Linked DNA regions of Triticum aestivum: region 2 is linked to region 1. A link is a contact called in public Hi-C data. All regions are on one chromosome and are shown on one strand. The core of a region is the stretch at or near the end of the contact, and the rest is flanking DNA. Distances in the headings are between cores, read along the strand shown.

Region 1 (4,534 bases), core at 211-2,710:
TAATTGGTGTGTTTGGTTGCCCGCATCGAGCCCAACCAGGCCCGCGCGGGAAGCAAGAGGCCTGTTTGGTTGCCTGGTTTCACTATTGGGGCTGCATCCCACGCTTTTTAAAGCAGTCCAGAGGCTGGCTCGCTGGAAACGCAGGAATCGGCAGTTTCTTGCGAGCCAGGCCGAGGCGAGCGCAAGCCAGCGAGCCCTTGCACGAGTGGAGACGGGAGGGATGCGAGGTGATTACCTGAGTTCTTCTTCAACCTTCAGTAAGCTCCTATCTAATCTCCTTCCTCTGATCTACACAACGGTGCTTCGATTTGGGGTAAGCTCTACACGAAAAAGATACACCTGATGCTATGGTTCCATTCAGGCGATCGGTTCGTAGTTTCGTCGGCCATAAGTTCTTAATCTCGTCTTCCCATTTGGAGTTATTCTGGACGAATTTTGTCAGATTCGTCGCGCACGATCGATCATTTGAAATTTCCTTTGACCAGCTGCCTAATCTTGCGGTTCCTCACAACATTCGTGTTGTAAGTTTTTGGTTTCGACTATCGTAGCTTCATCTCTTTTTGAGCAGCAGTCTACTGCACTAATGCCGCCATGTCGAGCTCCTCTAACCTCTGCTCAGAGCCCTCCTATTCGTCCCTCTCGACGCCGAAGCCCTTCCCCTTGATCTTCTTGCCCACGTCCTACTACACTAGAGTCGTTTCCGGCGTCGCTCATCTTGGCCTACTCTCTGTCGTCCTCCTACAGCACTAACGCTGCAATGGCGCGCACACTGCTTCTTGTGTCCTCTGCATCCGTGCACACTGCAGTTCGCCGCGCCACCGAAGGGGTCGATCATCTTGGCCTCCTCTCTCTCGCCCTACTACACTCGAGTCATTTCCGGTGTCGATCATCCCGACCTCCTCTCTCGTCCACTGCACTGACGATACCATGGCGCGGGCACTGCATTCTCCTCCTTTGTCGACTGTCTTTGCGCGAGCACCGCAACTAGTTCGCCGACGGTGTCGCTCGCCGTGCCGCCGATGGGGTCGCTCGTCCACGACTCCATGCTCGTCATGTCGGACACGACACCACGTCCACTATCCACCGCAGTCGTCATGGTCGGGCGCACCTGCATTTCTTCTCCCCCTTCCTCTGCTAGCTCTTAACCCTGTGTGCTAAGTGCAAGTGCTAGCTCTTAATCATACCCCATGCAAGCAACCAAACAGCGTGTAGTTGTATGCGCCGAGACAATGTAGACAACCAAACAACATGTCAAAGTTGATCCACTGATGCAGGCAATCCATATGCAGACAACCAAACAAGTTGCAGATGTCGCATATGAGGCTGTTTTTCGAAAGCCAGACTGAATGAAGAAGTGTATGGAATGCAGGTACTGTAGCTGACGGGAACCAAACACGCCCAATGTGTTCAGTTTGCGAGTCAGCGTCGGATATACCAACTTGCAAGAGCACGCAAGCGAAAGGCCTGGCTTCTAGTTCTAGCCCACCACCCACCCGCGGTCGGTGAGAACGCCGTAGGCCCGACGGGTCAGCGAGAACGGGAAGAAGTAGCGAAAACAGCTAAAGAGCGGAAGGGTTTTGGTCGCGAGTCGCACCCGCCGCCGTGGTCGCATCGCACGCAAACTTTCGAGTCTCGAGAGAGGCGACGAAGAGAGCGAGGGCGAGGGCAATAGGGCTTGGAGGATGGGCGCTGGGGAAGGAGAGGCAGCTGGGAGCAAGGAGAAGAGCAGCGGCGTCGCCCGGACGTCCCTGGACGGCCTGCGGGACAAGAACGTGATGCAGCTCAAGAAGCTCAACATGGCGCTCTTCCCCGTCCGCTACAACGACAAATACTACCAGGACGCCATCGCCTCCAAGGACTTCTCCAAGCTCGGTGAGCGCGCTCCCATCAGTCTTTTCCAATCTTGTTCTAATCCTTACCTCGCGCCGCCGGGACCGGTTCCATACCTCACCCGGTCTTCCATTGTATTGGGATTGGGATTGGGATTGGGGTTGTATCTATCTCAGTTCTCGGATCTGCAGACAGAAGGCAGAAAACAATTTACAACTTGCTACCAGATTGGGGAAGAAACCGCCATTAGGAATTTAGATTTTGGAATGGGGACGTGCAAATGCGAATGTGGATTTGATCTGCAAAAATAATTTCTTTGACCATAGAAGATCTTGGAGGGCGTGGGTAGGTTATTGTGCTGGGGATGTTTCCCGGATACACTGTTATATTGATTCGTCTGCTGGGTTTGGCTGATTTCATCTATGAGAAAACATGTTGCTGCTGGTGCTATTGTCTGACTGTTCATTTTTCCTTTCTGTGTTTGTAGCTTACTATAGTGATATATGTGTTGGAGCAATCGCTTGTCGCCTGGAGAAGAAGGAAGGAGGGGTCGTCCGTGTTTATATCATGACTCTGGGTGTATTGGCGCCCTACCGTGGTCTTGGTCTTGGTGAGAATTTTCCCTACCTAAATTCATTTTTGGCTATGTGAAGAGATCACCCTGTTGGGCGTGAGATCTACATATGCCTCACAAGTAGGATAACATGTGCACCTCCTTATCTGATTGCTGAAATTGTGAATTAAAATGTAATTGTTGGATAGTTGTAGGTACTGCATTTATCTTGCAACCTACTCCCTCCGTCCATGAATAAGTGTACTTCTAGCTTTTGTCCTAAGTCAGAGTTTTAAATTTTTGACCAACTTTATAGGGAAAAGCAGCAGCATTTATGGCACTAAATTAGTATCACTAGATCCGTTTTGAAATGTACTTTCATAATATACCAATTTGATGTCATATACTACTCTTTTCTATAAAGTTGGTCAAAATTTGAAAACTTTGACATAGGACAAAAGGTAGATGTACACTTATTCGCGGACGGAGGGAGTATTTTTCACTCAAGCAATGAACGATGATTGATCATGCTTCTGCCACCATCTCAATTGAATCAAAATGTGCCCAAAGTTTTCTGTTGATGTGCCACTGCCATAACGTCAATAATACAACTGTGGCAACTCTCCAGACCAAGCACATTGACCCTCACAATAGAAGTTGCCTGTGCGTCCACCATAGGGCCATGGCGTCCAATTGACAAGGCGGGCGGCTCCTTAAGCCGATTTTCGATGCCATATGCTTTCTGAGCAGGCACACACGGGAAGGAGAAGCAGGAGTGGGAGGGGGAAAGCAGGGGCGTGGAAAGGAAAAGCAGTGGGGCAGAAAATCTTGGCCCTTCTTCCTTGAACTATGTAGAACGGGGTGGGAAGGAAAAGCGGGCGAGGAGAGAGGGACAGAACAAGGTGAGAGTGGAGCAGAAAAAAAAAATCTGGTTCTGGCTTGGAGCGCCGCCTCCATGTGCCATCCCCGTATTGCAGAGCTTTGCTGCTTCCAGGTCTGCGTTGGTGCGGCATTGCCAGCAGCAGCTATGCTTCTTCTTTTTGGGTCTCTGCCAGCTTCTCCTCTCCCTCCCACGAGTCTTCCCCAGCTTTTCCTCTCCCTACCCTCCCTCTTCTTCAGCTCCTGCTCGCTGCTCTGTTCTGCTGTATGTGCCAGCAGCAGCTATGCTTCTGTTTGAGTCTCTGCCAGCTTCTCCTCTCCCTCCCACGAGTCCTCTCCAGCTTTTCCTCTCCCTACCGTTACAAGGTTACATGATAAAATGCTTGGACAACCTATGACAGCCTGCACCATCTAGGAAGGTTACAATCAAAAGGCAATAAGTGCAGGCCCTGCCAGTTGGCAGCCAAATCAGAAGACAGGGAGTAGTGCAAGCTAGTTAAGAGAGTTTAGAACAGAGATAATGGCTGGCCCTAGGTCAGCTTTTGTTCTATGGGTTAATAAACCAAAGTCAACCTTGAATCTGCTCCTTCAAGAATCAACTGATGGTACCAGGTTTCTGAAAAGTGTTGTTGCTTACATACCATGTTTTGTTGTATTTCGGCATTTGAGTGTGCATCAGGTTAATCTTATTCCCATGGGAAATTAAGGGAGCACTGTGCTACTAAATTGGTTGTATTGGGTGATTTAACTTGCTGTCAGACCAGGTTAGGGTGTGTCTATGAAGTCGCCTTGCCATATGCCGTAAGCGTTATAAAGTTATGAAGGGGGTGGGTTGCCACAAAATGCATTACGCATTTAAACTAAGGTGGTGTCAAGGATTGTGGGTAGCAGTTGTGCCATATGTGCTCATGAAATTAAAGTGCAATAATGCTCTTACCATGTTATGTCCTCTAGGACATGGTGTATGTCCTTTCATGATGTCCAAGTGATAAACTTACTGTTTTAAAAAAAACTCTTGGAAATGATTTAAGCATGTACCAGTATTATTCTAAAGCTTGCTTATATATAATTACCTTAGCTGTTTATCTACTGCAAGTTCTAAAAGAATACCTGTATCAGCACAGGAAAAACCAGTGAAAAATAATGAGCCTTGCCACTCATTCTTACTTTAGCCCATGCTAACACATCTGTACGCTAGATTGCTCTTTTGTAACCAAGTGAAATACCTGTGACTTCTAAGTCTAGTAAGAATAATGTTAAAGATCATCGTGT
Region 2 (4,302 bases), core at 575-3,074, 150 kb before region 1:
CATCTCTTCCCCGAACTAGTGCACCTATACAATTTAACATCGTATCTGGTGTGGGGACACAAGAGACTCTTTGTTATTTCGTTGCAGGGTTGTTTGAGAGAGACCATCTTCATCATACGCCTCCTACAGATTGATAAACGTTAGGTCATCCACTTGATGGAAATTTGCTACCGTCCTACAAAACTCTACACTTGAAGGCCCAACACGAGTCTACAAGAACAAAGTTGCGTAGTAAACATCAACCACCGCCATTAACGCTCGCCGCTAGTAGCATGCCGACGAGGTTGTCGGTATGGGTGTGGCCGTTGCCGCCGCCTTCACTATGAACGTCGGCCATCGCGGTGCGCCCGAGCTCAAGTTGCATCCGCTGTCCCGAGGGAGCACCGACATCCGCGTCCACCGTGAGTTTCCGCGCCCAGCACCGACGTGTTGCTGCTCCCTGTCCGGTGACAACATGTTGTTGCTCGCTGTCCACGTCCACCGTGAGTTTCCATGTCGGGCGCAAACGTGTTGCTGCTCGCTAGAGTGGTTTCTACAACAAGGTCTCTGTTGCAGAACAACTATAACAAGACCTATGAAAAAAAATCCAACGAGACCTTTGTTGCAAAAATAAATAAATTGCAACAAGATCTTTGTTGCAAAAAAGAACTATAAAAATACCGTTGTTGTAAAAATAATCCGCAACTTAACCTGTGTTGCAAATTTTTCTGTTTCTGCAACATGACATGTGTTGCAATGGTAGGTGGTGAAGCTCGACCGCTCAATCATCTAGATCTGACGGCTCGCAAGGCGACCGTTCTTTTTAAAAGACCCGCCACCAACGCGTAGCAGCACCCTTGGTTTATGGAATACACTACCCTTCAGCTGGCTCATGCATACTCAACGTTCATCGCTTGCGTAGCCGTCGGATCAATCTTGATTGACCGCTCATACAAGCCCCTCACATCCTGTCCTTTTTTCCTACGACAAGGGTCTTGTTTCAGTTGATTTTTGCAATAGAGGACTAGATCAGTAATAAAAAAATGATTTGGTGATGAAAACATAGCTCGAGTTACAGGAAACGCCGAAGGAGCCCCCGATGTTAGAGAGTGAGAGCTCGGACATTGCAACACAAGGCATGTTTCAGAAACATAGCTCCAATTGCAGGAAACACTGAAGGAGCGCCCAACGTGGGAGGTCGTCACGGTCGTGCTGGAGTGGAGCTGGCGTCTGCTTGCAGGACTGAGGTAGAGGAGGAGTAGCAACTCCGGCAAGCAACGGCGCTCCATGCCCAAGACGCTCGGGCCATGGCAGGGCGGTGGCCTTTCTTGGCCAGTTGTTGTCTCGGCGGACCTTTGAAACAAGGTCTTTGTTGCAAAGCCCCTAAGTGCAATATGGTAGCTGTTGCAAAGGTTCTCAACTGGCTGGGTCGGAAGATCAGACGATTGTTTCAGACAACATTTGACGGTTGCCGAGGCGGCTGATCTAGTTGAGTTATCATCCGGCGGACGCGTAGCATTGTGCCCTTGTTTATTGCTTTTTTTAGGAGAGATTGGTTCATTGCTTCTTTCTTTTTTTGAGGCAAGAAAATTGGTTCATTGCTACGATCACCCCTAAGAAAAAGCAATGAACCAATTTTGTAGCAATGAACCAATTTTGTAAGCTTGGCCCAGTTGGGAGGTCTGGGCCTTTTCGGGTTGCTCCCGCTACGTCTCAAGACTGGCACCGTGGCACGTGACGACGACAGACACGATCTCCTCTCCCGCAAAAAAATAAAGAAAACACGATCTCCTCTGCGCCGTGCATAATCAGATCGGACGGAGCGCATACCATCGGGTCCCACCAAGGCTGGTTGGTCCCCGTGCAGACCACGCACACATCTTCTCCTCCATCGCGCCTCTACTCTCTCTCCTTTCCCAGTCACCGATCCAAACCATCGCGAGAAAAAAAAAAGATCCCCGATCCAGCAACGAGCGCGCACCGGTGAAGATCGTGGTGGGAGGATGTCGTCGGACTACTCGTCGTCGTGGGCGCGCGCGCTCGTGCATATCTCGCCCTACACCTTCTCCGCCATCGGCATCGCCGTCTCCATCGGTGTCTCTGTCCTCGGCGCAGCATGGTGAGACCTAATCTCCCCCCTTCCCAGCATAGCCTCGCTGGATCTGCTGCGCGCATCTGCTCATACTGCCCCGCTGCGGTTTTGCTGTTGGCAGGGGGATCTTCATCACGGGGAGCAGCCTCATCGGGGCCGCCATCAAGGCGCCCAGGATCACCTCCAAGAACCTCATCAGGTGAGGAATCTCTAGAGCCTTGCTAACCTGGTGGGCCTGATTTGGCTCGACGCCGTCTCCTCTGCACTGCGGTAGCTAGATTTGGCCTTGCTTGGTGCACTGTGAGCTCCTGATTTTGTTCTACCTTGAACTTGATGATGCCTGGTTGCGTCCAGGAGGGGTTCTTCTGTTAGTTAGCATTGTGTTACATGAAATTAACCGGCGGATGTTTGTGTAGAGCAAACTACCTTGCTTCTGGTGGTAATTTATTCAATTAGCTTGGAGGGGCCAATATTCCTTCCATGGTGGATTGCTTTAAGGTGTTAATACGATGAGTTGACTTACATCTCTTGGTAGGAAGAATACGATGAGTTGACTTACATCTCTTGGTAGGAAGAATCGGACATTATCTCATTGCAAACTATCCATGGGTAAGTACACTGATGATATCCTAACAAATGCCAACAACAAGCAATTGTTATTGCCTAGCTGAAATTTATATGTTTTACATTTTAGGGAGACCGTGCCATTATTTGTTGTGCCCCCCCCCCCCCCCCCCCCCCCCCGCGACTCATTTTGCCTTTATTATGGTATAGTTTGTATGTGTACACGTGTGCTCATCTGCTTCACTTCTCCTTGCTCCTTGACACTTAGCATGTGAACAAACTTTCGTGGTTATGATATAGATCCTTATGTCCATTGTTGTGTCAGTCACCGATCCTGAATCCTCATGTTTCCCACTTGATTAGTCTCGTTTTAATAAACTAAGTTAGCTGTTATGTAAGTCGTGACAATGATAGATAGAAAATCAAAGCAGGAGGCTCATTTTCTTTTCTTTGTTTTGCGGTTCCTCTGTTATGTTAGGGCCATCAAGTTCTTACAGTGGTCGTGTGGGATCTGGTCTAGTTCCTTAGTTGATCTTTATTATTTTATTCGTCATTGAACCTGTGTTTGTGGCTTTTATTGTTCTCTTGTTTTGTTGGAGGGCATGTTCGTTAGAATTGTAACAGCATAACAGATGAAAAATAGAGTGTTTCACGGTTTTGGCTTTACATCTACAATTGGATGTAGCACAAACATCCTCTATGCCCGTAGAGGAAGAAGCATGTTAGTGCATATGATGTACTGGAGAAACATTAGTCTGATAGAAACCTGGGAGCTAGACTGCCATTTTGTTGGCCAATAACAAAGCCTTTCAGTCCCAAACAAGTTGGGGTAGGCTAGAGTTGAAACCCATAAGATCTCGAAACCAAGTCATGGTATTGGCAGGTGGATAGCTAACTTCCACGCAACCCTGTCCATGGTTAGTTCTTTGGTGATATTCCAGTTCTTAAGATCTCTCCTTCCGGACTTCCATGTCAAGTTTGGTCTACCACGACCTTTCTTGACATTATCAGCATGCTTTAACAGCCTTCTATGCACTGGCACTTCTGGAGGCCTGCGTGCTATATGCCCAAACCATCTCAGGCATGCTGGACAAGCTTCTCTTCAGTCGGTGCTACCCCAACCGTATATCATCATTCCGGACCTGATCCTTTCTTGTGTGGCCACATATCCATCTCAACATGTGCATCTCTGCTACACAACTGTTGGACATCTCACCTTTTTGTTGGCCTTTTTGCGCATACAACAGCGCAGGTCGAATCGCCATCCTATAGAACCTGCCTTTTAGCTTTTGTGGCACACTCTTGTCACAAAGTATGCCAGAAGCTTGGCGTCACTTCATACATCCAACTTTGATTTGATGGCTCACATCTTCATCGATATACCCATCCTTCTGCAGCATTCACAACATTTGGATCTTGTGAAAACATTTGTTTTTAGCTATAACCTTTTAGTCAGTTTGCTCATTTCAACTCACCATGGTTATTTGGGCTGAGCCAATGTACGCATGGATTACTAGTTCTTGGGATTTGTTAATAAACAAGCACAGAAAAATTGGCTAGACCTCTATAGTTAACATGAGCCCCTCAAATAAGTTCCATGTCTGCTGTCAAGGATGCTTCTGACAGCCTTTGGATCTTGTGAAAACATCTGATGGGTTTATGCTTGC

What was found. Hi-C and Micro-C count contacts between places; a contact is called where the count stands out from the background.
Region 2: a Hi-C map of leaf shows a contact between it and region 1, with 5 times the contacts expected there. The contact joins the promoter of LOC123070097 here to the promoter of LOC123070096 in region 1. A contact is called at or near these places in 3 of 5 Hi-C or Micro-C datasets (all in leaf).

The regions. Positions count from the first base shown.
Region 1 is chr3B:407,885,574-407,890,107 of IWGSC CS RefSeq v2.1, reverse strand. It overlaps LOC123070096 (N-alpha-acetyltransferase 50), which reads left to right and starts at 1,460. Exons shown (of 3, transcript XM_044493119.1): 1 at 1,460-1,872; 2 at 2,318-2,440. The coding sequence starts at 1,683.
Region 2 is chr3B:408,035,313-408,039,614 of IWGSC CS RefSeq v2.1, reverse strand. It overlaps LOC123070097 (V-type proton ATPase subunit c''2), which reads left to right and starts at 1,824. Exons shown (of 4, transcript XM_044493120.1): 1 at 1,824-2,098; 2 at 2,193-2,270. The coding sequence starts at 1,983.